Linked DNA regions of Zea mays: all the other regions are linked to region 4. A link is a contact called in public Hi-C data. All regions are on one chromosome and are shown on one strand. The core of a region is the stretch at or near the end of the contact, and the rest is flanking DNA. Distances in the headings are between cores, read along the strand shown.

The links. A called contact is a pair of places that touch in the nucleus more often than the background predicts.
Region 1: a contact with region 4 is called in a Hi-C map of leaf, with 5 times the contacts expected there. The contact joins the enhancer-like site here to the promoter of LOC109942454 in region 4. A contact is called at or near these places in 2 of 25 Hi-C or Micro-C datasets (endosperm and leaf).
Region 2: a Hi-C map of ear shows a contact between it and region 4, with 4 times the contacts expected there. The contact joins the promoter of LOC103638632 here to the promoter of LOC109942454 in region 4. A contact is called at or near these places in 4 of 25 Hi-C or Micro-C datasets (bundle sheath, ear, leaf and 1 more).
Region 3: a Hi-C map of leaf shows a contact between it and region 4, with 5 times the contacts expected there. The contact joins the promoter of LOC100276552 here to the promoter of LOC109942454 in region 4. A contact is called at or near these places in 5 of 25 Hi-C or Micro-C datasets (bundle sheath, ear, endosperm and 2 more).

Annotation. Positions count from the first base shown.
Region 1 is chr9:87,701,897-87,706,156 of Zm-B73-REFERENCE-NAM-5.0, reverse strand. No RefSeq gene overlaps it. Among protein-coding and RNA genes, the nearest start is that of LOC103640056, 15 kb to the left of the region's middle. Within about 2 kb of position 1,821, at least 19 of the 20 cell types and tissues checked have an H3K27ac peak or open chromatin away from gene starts, as enhancers often do. A contact at or near this core is called in leaf, where this site is marked.
Region 2 is chr9:87,622,079-87,626,300 of Zm-B73-REFERENCE-NAM-5.0, reverse strand. LOC103638632 (ARM repeat superfamily protein) reads left to right here and starts at 2,174. Exons shown (of 8, transcript XR_002265239.2): 1 at 2,174-2,671; 2 at 2,754-4,222.
Region 3 is chr9:87,553,444-87,557,839 of Zm-B73-REFERENCE-NAM-5.0, reverse strand. It overlaps LOC100276552, which reads left to right and starts at 1,591. Exons shown (of 2, transcript NM_001150313.2): 1 at 1,591-1,751; 2 at 1,840-3,578. The coding sequence starts at 1,940. The coding sequence ends at 2,356.
Region 4 is chr9:87,243,526-87,247,986 of Zm-B73-REFERENCE-NAM-5.0, reverse strand. It overlaps LOC109942454 (premnaspirodiene oxygenase), which reads left to right and starts at 2,497. Exons shown (of 4, transcript XM_020544485.2): 1 at 2,497-3,097; 2 at 3,278-3,451. The coding sequence starts at 2,642.

The DNA.
Region 1 (4,260 bases), core at 572-3,071, 460 kb before region 4:
ATTCCAGGTACTAACTTGCTCTTCAAGTGATTCGTAACCTCGCTGCTAGTCGTAGCAATACAAACAAACATGGTATAGGCAAAATTAACATCACACCAAACATAAGAATAAACTGTGTAATAATAATCTACGCGTCACTACAAAACCGTGGGCTCGTGAATCACTAACTTCGGAGTTACGGTTAAGGAGTTATGATTTATGGAAGATAAATGTGATTTAAATATTAAACTATATTATAAATTGGTTAATATACATCATATGAGAAAATATACTCCAACTAGTTAAGTAAACTTTAATCCAGATTATAACTTGTTTAGGAATAATATTATAGTCAAATCACTATCATGGTCTAGTTTAACTTTGGTTAAAAGGTATAATCTACTGAACATAGGCTAAACAAATATCTAATTATAAAAATATGTTCTATGGTACAATTAATATTGCCACTGCGTAGACAATATTTTTATAAAGCTAACACAATTTGAATGGATCAAATCAGAGTTACGGTTCTCAAGTTACGAATTTCTAAAGATTTAGTAGTGGTGTACAAAAGAAATTAAGTACAAAATTTCAGTTTAGATTTCATAACAAAATAAAGTTACTGGATGATAAACAATATCAATACAATTCTAATGCAATTGGAATGAATTAATTTGGAGTTAAAATGGATTTAATACGAATTAAACAAGTTTCTTGATTTATTTTTAAACTAAAATCATTTTCTGAATTATTTTATCCCTTTTATTTAACACCTGGGCTGCGGGCACAATTTCTGGAAAGCACAGGGGTTAACTCGTGAAAAACAGGACTGAACCGTAATTATTCTATAACAGGCAATGAACGGCAGCTCGGTTTCAAAGGAACTGAGAGACTCTTCTGTAAAACGGTCCGACCGAAGGGGTATGGACATTTCTCAGCCACCCGATCAAAATCTGAAGATCCAGGTTAGATTTTCCCCATTTGAACCGGTATCAATTCTCGACCACCAGATCATGATCTAACGGCAACTAAAAGGACTTGAACCGATCACGGGTTCCGCGCGCTGGATCACAATCTAACGGCCCTGGTTCATCACTCGGGTTCCTGTCGTCCCAAACTAATCCGGTCCGTCCCCCTCGGATCCGACCGCCCAGATATCATCACCTACCTCCGGTGACGCAAGGACGGATGCGCCGCCCCCCGGCGATGTCCCGCCCGGCGGTCCGAGACTCCCAACACACGGCTGACCAGGGCGACGCGAACTGGAGAGCTAGGCGAATACTGCGGCATGATTATTACCTCAGCTGGCGCTGTGGCAGAGGTTTGCCACGGCACACATCCACATCGCGGCGGCGCTGCTACACCGGCGGAAAATCACCGACCTCACGGCTGCGATCCCCGCCTGCCGAGGTCAAGCGCACGCGCGGCAGCATCCCACGACGCGCTAAGAACACCCCCGAGGTCGGGGAGTTACCCACGGAGGAGATCGATGGTGGCGGCATCATTTCTCTCTCCACCATGGCGAACTTGGATCACGGTGGCATGTGTTGTTTCGGCCTGCGCACCCGGGTGAGAGGAGGAGCGTCTGGGGACTTATACCGATGGGAGTAACGCACCAGCCGAGGAGAGGGATGTGGATTCGGAGTCTGTTGCAACGGAATTCTGAGATCCCCGGCTGCATCATCCCCACCGCGTCGCCGGGAAGAGGACGACCGACATCCCGGTCCCACGAGTCAATGAGTGATCAAGGCGCGCGAGCGGTCACGGGAAAGGAAAGGGGACTGACCACCAGGGCCCATTCGTAAGTGAACGGGTGCGAGGGAGGAGCTGGCAGTAGCGGCCCACCGAACAGTGAGGCAGACGCCGCGGGGCCACGGGGAAGGCAACTGGGCTGGCGCGGTGGGAGAGTGGTATTGGGCCGAGGCGCGCACGAGGGAAATCAGGGGGATGGGCCGAATTTCAGAACTGCGGCCCAATACAGGTGCTTCACCATTTTCTTTTATAATTTCTGGTTTATTTTCCAAATTCAAGGATTCAAACTACATTTGAATTGCAGTTCTGAAATCCAGATTTCCAAATATACATAAAACTCCCAATGTGAATTTAACACTCATGGTTTGCTTTAACATTATTTATTCATCTTTCTACTTGATTATGGAAGGAATAAATGCTTTTATTAAGATTCCTTTGATTTTTTATATTTTTCATTTATAAATTGAGATCAAATTTAAGTTGCGATTTCTTTATTTCAACAAAATTCCTCACAACAAAATCATTAGCATGAGATGCACATTTCCTAGCTTTTACTCTCTTAATTAATTATGATAGTGGAAGAAAATAAAAAAAAAATTCTAAAGGTTTCAAACATTCTCAAAAACACCCTTATAAATATATTTGTTTATTTACTTTATTATTATATTTTTTTCTTCTACCAATTTTTTGGGCATTACAGTAACATTATTTGTTTTGTCATCTTAATCACCAAAACCCTCAAATAGGGTTGATTGCACTTACAGTCATCAATCACAAAAGTGGGAGATTGTTAGGAAAATGGACACCAGACCATTTGATTATGGGATTTTGGTGTTTGATGAACAACATAACTAGTGAACTAATGCTTCCCAACAGTGTGTTTTGTAGTTCATAGGATGCGAAGTGGATTGGACTTAAGCTCTGAGGATGTAACACCTAAAAATACATTAAGAAGACCTTTATTGAACATCTACAAAACAAGAGAAGCCCAAGACACGGAGAAGAGGCATCCACAGGTGGGTGATTTGCCCTCCCTAGGCGGATACTCCGGTGGCTCACCGAACAGTTCTGTGCACTTCACAAAATGTTCGGTGCACCAATGGATTTTTTTGGCTGTATGGAGGGAGAGTCACCAGACGGTCCGGTGCCAGGACCGGACAATCCGGTGTGGAAGCCGACAACACTACAACGGTAAAATTCCAATTGCTAGTTGCACCAGATGATTTGGTGCCAAGCACCGAAACGGTCCGGAGTGCCACTGAGAGCAACAACTTTTCCTCCAACAATTATAATTCAGTTGGGGTCTATGAATACTTCACCCAACTGGCCATTTGAATGTGTGGGAGCTCAAGAAACATATCAAGCAAGTTCATACACATTTCCAAGTGCTCCAACACCCAAGTGCTTAATAGAAACACTCAGTGATTAGCGTAGAAACTTTGCGAGATGCTTAGGTTAGTTAGACCGCTATTGCGCTTGCTATATGTGATTCCTAGTTAGTTGAGTGAGTTTAGAAAACCCCACAAAACCCTTGGGCTCTTGAGCGAGCCGTTGTAATTGTACCGAGTGGGGCATCGTCTTGCGACACCGCATCAACTGTGTTTGTGGTGCGTCTGCCACCTTGTACCAGAGGGAACGAGGCCCGCAACATTTCAGCTAGAAGCTCGTTAGTGAAGACAGCGGGGAGCGTCCGAGTGGTGGCCAGAAGTGGTGCCCCACTTGCACGTGGAGAAGGCCCACGGCTCTCTACGGAGTTATTCGTCCGTGGTGCTTAGCCCTCGCATGGACTACCCCTTGCATAGGGGCACCAACGAGGATTAGTCGAGACTTTGCGTGGTTCGGATAACTCAGTAAAAATATCGGCGGCGTCCATGGCAGTTTGCATCTCTACCCTTGCTCATTTAACTTCCGCATTTACATTAAGTATTTAAGTTTCAATCTCTCAATTCTAGTTAGATTATTCAAGATTGAAACTTAGGTTGCAAAACTCCTTTTATGGTAGAGATATCAACATTTAGACAAAACTTAATTTGCAAAATCTAGTTTATTTATTTGCATAGGTTTTGTTCTAAGGATTTATTTATGACCTAGATTAGCAAAGTTTTTAAAAGTCCTAATTTACCTCTCTGTTAGGCTCTCGATTCCTTTCAGCTATGGAGAAGCTATATATGTAGGGCATATATAACTAAATAGCCTGGTTGCTATGGTTCGGAGCTGGCTAAGCACCGGCGTCCGTGCCATGGATGTGATAAAGAGACAAGGCTAGAAGAAGCCAGAGTTTATCTAAATACTAGTCAGGTTTCTACGTATCACATGTCTGTGTATTATATTTTTAGACTTTATTTTAATGAAACACAAAATATATGTATTCTGTTAGTTAGATGGTGCAAATGTGAAGCTAACTATCAAAGTTTAAATCTCTATTTGTACACAATTTTACTTGCTTCTTGCAGGAAGGAGAAGAGTTGGGTAACCGTGGAACTGTATAAACTGATGTTTTTTATAGTAGAGATAGAGAGATTTATTCTG
Region 2 (4,222 bases), core at 925-3,424, 380 kb before region 4:
GAGACACTACATCGATACTTCCTTCTCGTGCAAGTCACCCGCCCGGTCTCAGCTTTATTATTTAAAACCCAAAGTTTGGTACCTGGCAGAGGTACATCTTTTCTGATGTTGAACCCATCATGGCCATGATGGATCCACCATCATCAGTCTTTTCTTTGTAAAAATCCCCATCCAGTGCGAAGCATCACCTTTTATTTTAAAACAAAACATTTTGTTTTCTAGAGCAAGGCTAAGCATCATAAAAAGCCTTTTCATAAAATGGAATCAAGGAATGGTGATCAATTTTCCATGGAAGGAAATGCATCAATTGTTTAGCACATAACTCCTATCACCTAATGCATCATATAAGGTAATAAAGATTTTAAAACACAAGGAAAGGGATAATGCACCGTGGCTTGCCTGGAATAACACTAGGTTAGTGTTTGTTAGACGAGACTTGCTTGTCGACCATGTCTCAGCCTAGCACTTGCTTGAGTTATCCATCTTCAGGTTCGTCCATCAGCATCACCTCGCGAGTGGCTCACACTTTACAGCATCTTGTGGTCGACTCAGCTTTGGTCCTTGTCCTTTGATTCGTACGATTCTCAGCTAGCGTACCTAATGAGATGCATGGTGCATATGAATGGATATAAGCAGGAATATCACAAACCTAAATAATGCTACATCTCAATTTCATCGAAGCACACCTCGCATCACTGGTATTTCTAACTTAAATTTCATGCGCATACGAAGCGTCTTATTTCACGATCATAAAACCAATAGTAAAAATAGCGAATCGGCTCACCACATCTCAATTTGATTTGATATTTGCCTGAACGACGATAGCCTTTAATTGAAGTCTTTGATCGAACACTTGGTGAGCCATGCGCTACAACCTTCTTCTCCAACCAATTTCTAGGACCTTTTTCTCCTCCAATCACGCACAAACACACAAATAATTAGTATCTAATCAATCGACGCTAGGCGAGAACAAGAACCGAGAGTCTCACCGGCGATAAGCGCAAACGCGACCTGCACATAGGGATGGGAGGTAGGCTGACGAGGTTGAGGTGGTGGCAACGACCGGGTTGACTACAAGCCGCGCGCAATTGAAAGACCGATCATCGGAATTGACAAGCACGTCGAGACACAACGCGGGTCGACGACGCACAATATACGCAGAAAGGCACTAGCCGGAGGGCGCGCGGTAGTGAGCTTGCAAGGGCGAACAGCTCACGATCAAGCGACGGCGAGCACGAGACCGAGGCGTGCTGCACGTCAGCGACTGACGAGGACTGAAGACCGGCAACGAGGATCCGAGGAGCGAGCTGCTGGAACAACGCTTGAGGAAGAAGAGCCAAAGGTTGAAGACGACGTTGCGCGGGGGACAAGCGCGTTGTCCGGAGGAAGAGGATGGTTGACGGAGAAACAAAGACGACTGCGGATCGATGAGCTGGAGCGGCCAGAGGTGCGCGGTGGTGGAGGAGGGCGCTGGAAACCGGGCTGGGCGCCATGAGAGATGGGCTTGGCGAGCATCGGCGGCTGGAGAGGGCGCTCGGCCATGGGGGAGGCGAGCACTACTAGAGATATGCTTATTTAAGACGCACATTTTAAGATGGATATCAGTGCATTTTATAGAAGCGTCTTTTATCAAATGGTGATGAGTAAGGTAAGACGGTTTGTTAGAGATCCGTCTTTAATAAAGAAGTGTTTTGAGACAAATACATCGTAAGAAATGTCTTATATCTATTTAAGGCAGATCGTTATTGAAAATCGTCTCAAATAAATATATCTTTTGAGTCATTAAGATTAGAAGAATTGTCCTAGATTTTGGTTAGTATATTAGACACTTATATATATATATATATATGAAACTATCTCAAATAAAGATATTATTAGAGTCATCTAGACAATAAGAACTGTCTTAGATGTTAGTAAGTATAGTAGACATTTCTAAATATGAAACTGTTTCGTATGATATTTAAGACTTAGATTCATACTAAATAATCCTATCATCTAAATAGTTCCTTCTAATTAGGTTTTTTAAATCAAACCTGAACCCACCTCTCTCCACGCCTACGTTTGTCATTTACGATGACACTTCACCATGCTTAGCATGATGCGTGTAACATTTTTTATATTTTTTGTCTTCACTTTCTCGCCTGTTACCATGGGCCTCGACTGGAGACTGCACCTCGACCGATTCAGTTTGGACCCCGCTTCCCTCCCTTGTTCGTCCATCCGTCACAATGGTCACACGGCGGCTCCCAAACCCTAAACAGCGGTGGTGCCCCTACGCTTCAGCCTCGACTCAGTATTCCCCCTTCCCCGCTTCGACAAGTCTCGTCCCCCGCCCCCTTATTCCATTACAAGCAACTCCGCCGGTGCCACCGCTGCTGGTGGGACAGGCCGCCGCCGCCGCTGCTGGTGGGACCTACCGCCTCGCGCTCCGCATCCAGCGCCGCCTCATCCCGCCCAACCACCCCAGGATACGGGACTTCGTCTACAGGTACTGCCTTCGCCGAGCCCCGCTGTCGTGCGTCCGCGCTCAGGACGCCGTCGGTCACTGCCAGCCAAACAGGATCAGCGCGAGCAGCCAGTGCAGGCACATCTCCTACTCCTACGCCCCGTTCCCGTCGGTCACTGCCAGGAGGAAGGGTGTCTTCCGCGAGGACATTGCACAGCTGATGGTGTAAGGATCTAAAATACTTGTCAGCGATCTCGTATACTGTTTTTTTTTGTTTTGTTTTGACTTAGTGATTTGCCCAGATCAGATGTCTGATGTGTCTTGGTTTAATAATAAAGAAGCGAGCGAGCGCAGAGGAAATTGTCACTGCTGCTGCGGTTTAGGATGGAGTAATATTTTAGCCTTGATTTTGACATCCTTTTTTGCAGAGTAGTGGATCAACATTATTCAAAATTTTGCTCATGACGTCTGATATGTGGACAGTTGCCATTCAAGTTTTACTCTATCATCAATAGGTGAAGATTCCTGATCCAGAATACTTGTGTAAGATTATTAACATGTTACCCAATAATAATCTTACATAATTTGGCCCAACCCAAAGATACGTTAATTTAAACTCCCTAGATTATTTTGTGGAATCCCAACAGAGTTTATTCATTTGCTTGTACTCTATGAAGTGGAAGTTCTTGAGATGCCAAAAAGCAGGGAAGTGCGGACATAACAGTCAAGATGAGCTACTTAAAAGTGAGGATAATTCAAAGGAGCGTGGTATCCCGAGAATATGAACACTCCAGAGATGCAATATTTGAGGTTAGTATGCAGTAGTCGAGCCTGTTCATAGTTTATTGTTCCTGTTTTCTAATCTTGGTCTTATGACTAATAATTTTTAATGAGTGGTTCTAACTGGACTGCATCCAAATGTAGTCATTGGCTAAGCCAAAATTTGAATTTCATAAAGTAACTAAGATCGGTGTTTGTCCGGATTGTGACAAGGCTGTAGCTTTCCCCTTAATCGATCAGACCATATCCTAGGATTAAGGATGTGCAACAGAACCCTTTTGTTGTCGACGATATCAATGAGCTTCGGTTTTTTTCACATCCATAACTATATACCAAGCCTTTCTGCCACATTTGCAAGCCACACCATCGCTATGAATAGAAAAACTATTATGCTAGATCCATCTTCTATCCGCATATCATAACCATAACGGGTCCTTCAAAATTTATTTGTGACCTTTATGCTTTGATATTTGATTGGTAAGGGTCTACAGGATCTTATGACCTTATTTACCATCGCTCTGAGTTCGCAAGGCATAAATATTATGGTTCTTGTGAACTCATCCTCCTACATGTAACATGTCGAGTGAAGCCCAAGCCTGGCCCAACAAGGAGTCATGTTCTTTGCAGAACAACAATAGATAGATGCCATTTAAACTAAGTTGATGGTTGTTTCAATATAACACTTGAAAGAACAGACCCAAGGATGTAAACTCAAGTGTTACTACCCCTCATGCAAAACTCAAACTAACAAGAAGATGGTCTCCCCAAAGGCAGTTGCTCACAGAAAATTTTTGGGCAACTCAATCTGGTATACCATCACATGTCACCAAGGTGCTATTTCAAATCAAAACAAGTTAAAAATGTACATCTAACAAAGATACCATTGTCAGATCTTTATACAACACAACACACCAATGTTGCTATTCAAAAACTGTTGCTACCTGCCTAGAGCCCAGTTCTCCAACCTTTCCATGTCCGGGGCTGGGTGCCTGGGTC
Region 3 (4,396 bases), core at 342-2,841, 310 kb before region 4:
CGGGTTTTTTCACGCCTCCTAGGACATCTATCCCTATGTCGGCTGAGTTGGCCAGTGCCACCACTAGAGAGAGAAGAATATTGCTTAGAGCAATGTATGCACTTAGCTGCAAACTTACCTTCTTACCGTTCACGATTTTGAAAAGTTTCTCGAAATCTAACCAGACTGCAGAAGTAGAAGGACGACAACGCTTGGCACTGTGTTCGTCCCCTTCACCTTCCTGGCCACCGACTTTTTGTTCATCACCTACATGGATGGGATGCTCACTGCTATGGCCAAAGAGCACTGCAGCATCCTCCCGGAGGTCATCCTCATCGTCATCTCTGGCCAACCCGCACAACCGTCGCTCCTCGTTGCAGTCAATCTCAACAGTTTCATCATCGGAGACGGCCATCGGAGTCCCGGTTCCTCAACGGCTACAACATGAATACAAGATTAGGGTTAGGGTTACATAATAAAATAGATTAGGGTTAGGGTTACCCATTACCTAATAAGCCGGAGCACCAGGATCTCCGTAGGCGACGACGACCGGTCGACCATCGACGAACTACCGATCCGGCCACCCGGTTCCTCGACGGATTTGAATTCGGAGCACCGTAGCAGCCGACGACGTTTGAGCTCGAGGGAGATGACGATGATGTTGTGTGCCAGTGCCGGACAGTACCGGAGGGGGAGAAGAAGATAGGAGATAGGAGAGGGAGACTGGAGCTAGGGTTACATAATAAAAGAGATTAGGGTTAGGGTTACCCGTTATCTAATAAGCCGGAGCACCGGGATCTCCGCAGGCGATGTCGACTGGTCGACCATCGACGAACAATCGATCCGGTCACCCGGTTCCTCGACGGATTTATTCCGGAGCACCGTACAAGCCGACGGCGTATGAGCTTGATTGCTCGAGGAAGACGACGAGGTAGACGAGGATGATGCTGTGTCGTGTGCCAGTGCTAGTTGGTGTAGATGACACCGGAGGGGGAGAAGAAGACAGGAGAGAGGAGACAGATGAGGGAGAACGGAGCTAGGGTTATGGATATGAGTTACCCATTCCACAAATGCGCAAATCCGTTGAGGTCTTGAGGATGGAGCGGGGGAGAGGATCTCCGACGATCGATCCGAGCGGAGGCGGAGAGCCGGAGACCGGAGAGGGAGACCGGAGCGCTGAGCGGAGGCGGAGGGAACGAGGGAGAGGAGAGTTCGCCCAATCGCCCGCAGCTGAGAGCGACTTTAGGGTTTACACGTGCAGACGCAGTGACGCACTAGCGCAGGCCGCGGGCGTGCTCGGTGCTTTGATGGCTGGGCTGGGCCACGCGCGCTGGCGCCAGGGCGGTGCCAAAGCCGTGCCAGCCCATTTAATCGTGTCGGGCCTGGGCCGACACTACGGACCGAGTTGGTGGCCCAGGCACGACACTGTGTACCAGCCGGGCCCGGCACTGTGTACGGGCCGGACCCAACACTGGCACTGTATGGAACGGGTCGTGTCGTACCTGGGCCGTGCTTTTTAGTGCTGTGCTCGGGCCGACCCACCTTGTTAGTGTCATATGGCCCTGTATAGTCCAGCCTGCATCTTAGGTTTAACTAGGAATCTAGGATCTAGTGGTCCAAACAACCAAACAGCCGCTATATAGCGGACTAGGGGCTCGTTGGAGAGAAAACTTATTACAACCGACCAACGCGCTTTGTAACGCCTCCGCTGCAATCAGCCCCCGCGGCGAGCTTGCCCTGCCCCTGATTGCTAGTTCTCGCCGTTACGTAAGGTAAGCTCCTCTCCATCTTATTTTTTTCTTCTCTTCCCCATTCATATCGGCAGATGAGCGACGGGTTCTGATCCCTTTCGAAAAACAGGCTTCTTGGCCTTGCGTCCTCCGTCTTTCGTTGCTGATACATCGAGGTATTAAAGAAGCTGCCTGGTTCCGGGCAGCAGAGGTCGCCGCCGCCTGCAGCAATGGCCGACTTCTCCTGGCTCACGGTGCTTGGCTTCCTATTCCTCACCTTCAACTCAGGCATGGCGATTTATCGGTCCAACGGTGACGCCGGCTCCGTCGCTTTCGTCGTGGTATCTTATCTCGACCTGGTGGCCCTGTTCGCCTGCTTGCGCTACTACGAGCAGTTGGATCAGCAGCACTCCCAAAAGCGCGCGAGGGTCAAGGCTGGGGTTTGGAGCCTCACGACCCTCCTTACTATCATGTTCAGTTACAAGGTGGCTGAGATTATGCCCCTGCCAGTCAAACTTGTTGTCTGGTCGATGGCAGCCGCTACCACCTGTGGCGGCTTCTACGCTTTCTTCGTCCACAGCGAGAAGCCTGTCATGCCAGCGGTGGCGCCACGGCCCGCCGCGGCCAAGGATGCAGCCTCCAACTAGGTTCGTTTGCCACCACAAGGCGCATACTGCCGGCCTTGGTTCGGCACCGCGCGTTAGATCCCAGGGCCAACTAGGTTGTTCTCTAATTCCTAATTTCTTGGCCTTTTCTCTTCCACTCTCCGCCATTTTAGCTGTCGCCTCGGTTGTTTTAGCTTGCCGGCGTGGACAGACTGGCAGATCTGGAGCTCGGCGCGACCAGATCCGGTGCTGCTGTGCCCGATGGCAGAGGAGATCTCTCTGGTTTACTCTGCTAAGAGTCAAAGAGGAGCTGATGACGACAACTAAGCTTGGGTTACCGATAATTGAGCCTGTTCTCTGCACGAGAAGAAATTTCCGGCCTCACCTAGTACTAATAAGTATGCTGGATAGTCCCCCAGCACGGGAGTTAATTGTATCAAGAGAAGTGGAGACCAAGGGCAGAGTAGAACTACAGAGGATATCTTTGTATATGGAGGCTACATGTGAACAAGAAAGGAGAGGAGGAAGACTGTATAGATCTGAAGAACCTAAGGAGAAACAATCAGAGTACTTGCTGGAACACATATATCTTCCATGATAAAAGTTAGATTTCTTGTTTGGTGCTCATGCATGGGTTCCATATGTTCTTCCCGTCTTATTAGAACATATCTATTGGACTACCATGCATAAAAAGCCGTCGTTTCATAAACTATTGGGACTATACGGCACCAATGAAGCTATTGATGCTGGCCGGCAAGCTGACAGCGAGGTGAAAGCTTTTCAAAACGATATTCCGAGTGGAAGAGAAAAGAAAATAAAAGAAATAGCAGGTTATTTTAGAAAAAAATAGTTGGCCCATATGTAACGCGCGGTAGCTTTAAGATTATTATGTCCAGCAGCTTATTCATATATTATACATATATTCAAATTTCACTCTGTGAATAGTAGTCTAAAATACAGTAGTGTTTTGAGTAAACTATGGATAAACTGCTGGACAAGGTCTAAGATAAGTGCTGCGTGGTGGCAACAAACGACACTTAGTCTTGTTTGGTGGCAATGATATTGGAGGGGCTAAAGTTTTTTCGCTCCTAAACAAGCTCCTAAACAAGCTCCTAAGAATCTTACGTGTTATGTTGCATTATGGAATATCTATGTATCTGCAAACTCTCTGTAGTCTGTATGTACCTCGGATGTGCTCTATGTGGCTTTGTAATTCTGAACGGAGGAAGTAATAATAAGATAAATGGATGGCGTAACAAGATAAGTTGCTTTGTGCAATTTGTGTTTCCATACTCCGGTGCATTATTGTGCCCCTGTACAGGACAAAACCGGCGGCCGACATGCATCCATCTCCTGTCCGCCAAACCGCTATCTGCTGGGCACGGGATGTCCATACGCTACCTACCGTTTTGTGATACTGAAATTTTCTATCGCTATTTTTTGAATGTTTCCAACTATTATTTTGACTTACCTTTCGAATAAATTGCTTTTATTCGGCGGCGTGCATCACGCGGCATCTGGCACCGAGTACTGCCGGGTCCACCGGGCAATAATGCTTTCCGTGACATTAAGGTGCAACGACTCTTCAGGCTGCTGGTGGAACGTGGAACCTACTCCTACCACTTCTTTTTTATTCATTTGGTACACCTCATCATGAATCATCCTTTAGAAAAAAGAGAGAGAGAGAGAGAGTTTTTAATATCGTGACGTGATAACTCTAAATCCACTAGTACATATCTCTTTCCTCGGTTCTAAAATAAATGTACACCTTATTTTTTAAGAAGTCATTTTTTTTAAAAAATGACTAAGTTTATATAAAACTACACTGATATTTATTTGTCCAACTAACTAGCAGTAGATGACTACTATCTATCGCAAATACTCCGTCAATGAAAGATGCAATTGTAGAAGATAGTACTAGTATTTATAAGTTTAATTGATTTTATATAAGATTCGTTACTTGTTCTATGTTACCTTATTTTTTTTACATTAATTTTATTTTAACTGCAAATATAACATGTTTCTTAATACTAGCAAAATTTATTAAAAAAGTTAAACAACATATAAATACACGGAAATTAT
Region 4 (4,461 bases), core at 1,248-3,747:
TAATAAAGCCAAGGGCTCAGAACCGTAGGATCGTGGATCAAAGGTTAATAAAAGAAACTGAATCGGTATGCAACAGTGACCCACGGATCACAGATCAATGGCTAAGGATACGCCACGCCATTCATCTAATCTGATCCTCACAATGAGATCCAATGATCGAGATACAATCTGGTCGAAGGGGTGGGTTGCTTCTAATCCTGGCCGATGATCTACTATTCAACGACCTAGATTTTATTATGGCTATACCTTATCACACCACCCGATCACACCTCCATGGCTCAGATCAAATCACCTAGAGGATACGCCCAGCGCCAAATCACGGTCGTTGCACGCTGGATCAACGGCGCAAGCTTGCCCCCACCTCACGCCATCCGAGCACGGCGGCGCCACCAGCCCAGAGACAGCGGAGAGATGGCCGGAGTTCGGCCACCCCGTCTAGGAGGGCCTTATACTCTAATCTAAAGTGTGAATCATATAGTGCAAGGCATGGCGAACGCAGGGGAAGAGTTCTCACCGGCAGGGACGAAGCATAGAGGTCCGACCGCGGAGAGTGGGTGGCCCGCGGCGGATTCAGTCACCGGCGAGAAATTCACCGAGCCTTGGCCGCCCACGGCCCTGGAATTCCACACGACGACGTCCGTAAACCTTGACAAAGCTTCCCTGAGCGCACATTTTGCCCTAAATGGACGGTAATCACCGAGGGGCGATTACGGCGGTGGTGCTCGGCTTTCCCTCCCCCTTCTCACTGTTTCCCTTGCGGTGGCTTAGAAATCCGCAGATGGGCAGGAAAGAGGGTCGCAGCGTGGTCACTTTTATGGTCCCGGGAGCACGCGACCAGCATGTATTTGGTTGCTCGCCTACGGGTTCGTCGGCGAGGGTGCAACGGTCGCGGCCGATTTGGCCGAGAGGTTCACAAGGACCGGACCCGCCGAACGGAAGAGCGAGTAAAATGGGAGGCGAAATCCGCGTGAACCCGGCGAGGATTACGGGCAGCGCAACGACCCGAACCAGGTGCCTTGTTTGTCATAATCTGCTGGAGAAGACGATCATGATGCCATAGGCCCACATGGCAGCGACCCCGCGTGGAGAGTGCCTGATGGGATGCGGCTGCGGAGCGGTCCCACGTGCCTGTGATGGAGACGAAGTTGTCCACACATGGGTTTGACTGATGGGTCGGGCCCATATGTCGGCACACATGTCTGATGGAGGCGGGCTGAGCTGATCAAAAAGGGAGAATGGGCCAGCCAGGCCGCATTTCGACCCAAGCGGCAACAGGTGAGTTTTTCTTTTATTCCTGTTTTCTTTTCTATTTTTATTCCCACCTTTAAAATTCAGATTTAAATATGGGTTTCAAATTCTAATCTAAATGTAACATCCAGAATAGCAGCATGAAGGCAAAGTATATATTTTTATAGACTTATATATTTATTTTAATTATTTTGTTTCCTTTGTTTAGTTAAAGGTTCAAAGTATGTTATGCACCCATATTATTTCTTTTTAGGAAGAGTTATTACTCTTGAGTGTGTGATCAAATCCCAAGTAAAAATAAATATTCATTACCTTACTTGTTTAGGGAAATATTTCTAACCATATGATTCAACAAAGGTTGGTTTTAAACATATAGGGTCTTTTATTTAATCTCTTAATATAAAAGACTTTTATTCAAACATGGGAATACCAATTCCTAAATCTCAACATAGTTCTAATATGAATATAAATCTTACTATTTTTATATTATTATTTATTGTTTTCCTTGTCATTTATTTATGTGAGGAATAAATAGCTTAATTGAAATTTTCTTTCCCATTTTCTATTCCTTTATAAATTGAGGTCAAATTCAGGTTTTCAATAAATGCATGATAACCACATCATCAACAAGAGATATGCCATTCTTTACTTTGTTTGTTGGTTACTTAACTGATTTAATACCATTTGTTGATTATAAATAGGAAGAGTCCTAATGAAGTTTCAAGGGTTTCAACAACTCTCCTAACATCATCATAAATTTATTTATTTATTTTATATCTATATATTTTTTTCTTATACTAATTTTGGGATTTACAATGAGTCAGGGACGTCGGCGCTGGCAAATGAAAGAGAAAAGGGCAGATTGGGTCCGGCGGGGTGTGTTGGCCACCGAAATTAAGCCTAATTTTTGATGGCCAGAGCGGGGCCATCGAAAATAGTAGCAGACGCCAAAAAACTACTAGAGTTGTTGTAGTGGAGAGGCAGAGTGCTATAATTATTTAATAATTTTTTGTAAAATAGAATTCTTATTGGAGCAAAAGTTTTAGTGTCAGAGTCCTATATATTTCAAAATACAAACTCTGGCTGGAGATGCTCGGATCCTTAGCATTGGTAATAATATTATGATTATTTGATGTGCTGCATATTTTGCCCACGAAGCTCATACTAGTGCACTTATAATTGAGCTCACCAGACGTCGATATGATGGGCCCTTGCTGCCCTCATTGGTGCTATATATATCCCGCCACCCCGAGGGAGATGGAACAGCAAGCTAGGTATTGAACTCACGAAGCAAGCAAGACTCTGTACTGCTATAGAAAGCAGTAGCAAGGTCTAGTCGGCTGTGTGGCCTAGGCGCCTAGCTATATAGTAAACGTGTAACACGGTATCCAGCATGGACGGGTACATCTACCAGTCGCTCTTCCTCTCCGTCCTTGCTGTGGTACTGCTGCAGCTGGTGAAGATGGCCCTCAAGCCGAGGCCACGGCTGCCGCCAGGGTCTTGGAAGCTGCCCGTCATCGGCAGCATGCACCACCTCGTGAACGTGCTGCCGCACCGGGCGCTGCGGGACCTGGCGGACGTCCACGGCCCGCTCATGATGCTGCAGCTCGGCCAGACGCCGCTCGTCGTCGCCTCTTCCAAGGAGACGGCGCGCGCCGTGCTCAGGACGCACGACACCAACTTCGCCACACGCCCCAAGCTCCTCGCCGGCGAGATCGTCGGCTATGAGTGGGTCGACATCCTCTTCGCCCCCTCCGGCGACTACTGGCGCAAGCTCAGCCAGCTCTGCGCCGCCGAGATCCTGAGCCCCAAGCGCGTGCTCTCGTTTCGTCACATCCGGGAGGAGGAGGTGAGCACAGGCACAGCTAGCGCGCACGGTAGTCACACGAGAGTACGAGACGCTATGAGATGAGAGTACACTCTGAAGTCTGAACAAAAACAACGCATGCAAAAATCTAAAAATAAAGCAGGAGAAGACTGGTCAAAAGAGGAGAACATGCATGTGATACGCTGATGTGTTGTGTTCTAGGTGATGCTGCGGGTGGAGGAGATCCGCTCGGCGGGCCCGGCGACGCCAGTGAACCTGAGCGTGATGTTCCACAGCATCACAAACAGCGTCGTGTCCCGGGCCGCGTTCGGGAAGAAGCGGAAGAACGCGGCGGAGTTCCTGGCGGCGACCAAAGCCGTCGTCGGCCTATCAATAGTACAGAGAAGATCTATACTGGCGGTCGTAAACCTATTTTTAGTGGCGTTTATCGTAACCGCCAGTGCTAGGGGCCAGTACAAATCATCATTTTTACAGGCGGATAACTGAAGACCGCCAGTGAAAATCGATTTTCACTGACGGTCGACGTAATAAAACCGTCAGTGCAAATCGTTTCCAGGAAACATAAAACAGATTTTAAAAATAGTAAAAACAATTATTTTTATTAGGCCCACCCCACTCGTGCAAGTCACGGCATTTTTCGCGCAAGATTCGCGCGCTACACGGTTATTAGTAATCGAACCGTCGACCTCACCCTCGCGCGTATCCTCCAGTACCACTCCGTCTATGACATGCTTTGTGTCTATTTTGTAGTTGTTTTTTCCACATATTACAACTATTTGAGTGTAAATTGCTTATTTGAGACCCTAAACGAATTCAAATAAAAAAGTTGTCAACTACAAAGATAAATAACTTTTGAAGTTCTACAACTTTTATTTTGACACTTTTTTCATCCGAGGTAGTTTGCAAAATTTGAATTTTAAATTTGACTTACTTAGATTCAATTTTTGAGAACCGAAATGAGTTCAAATAAAAAAGTTATCAACTACAAAGTTTCATAACTTTTAGAGATCTACAACTTTTATTTTGGTGGTTTTGTCATACGAGGTCGTTTGAAAAACTCAAAAAATTAAGGATAAAAATGATTTCTAGTGGCGGTTCCTTAAGAAAACTGCCACTGATGCTGTTGGTAAGTTGGAAGCCGAAGCACTTGCGCTCCTCAATAATTTCCTCGAGGATGGTGTCCACCGTCTTGTGGATCTCCTTGAGGCTGCGCGTCATGCCGGTGAGCTTGGCCAGGACGGTGGTCCACGTCGGGAACAAGTCCGGGACGTTGAAGCCGCTGAACACACTAGTAGAAAAAGGCTCAACACCTGTGGGACGATATATTTTTACAGACGGATCCGGTTATCCACCGACTGTGCTATTTCTAGTGGCGGTTCCTTAAT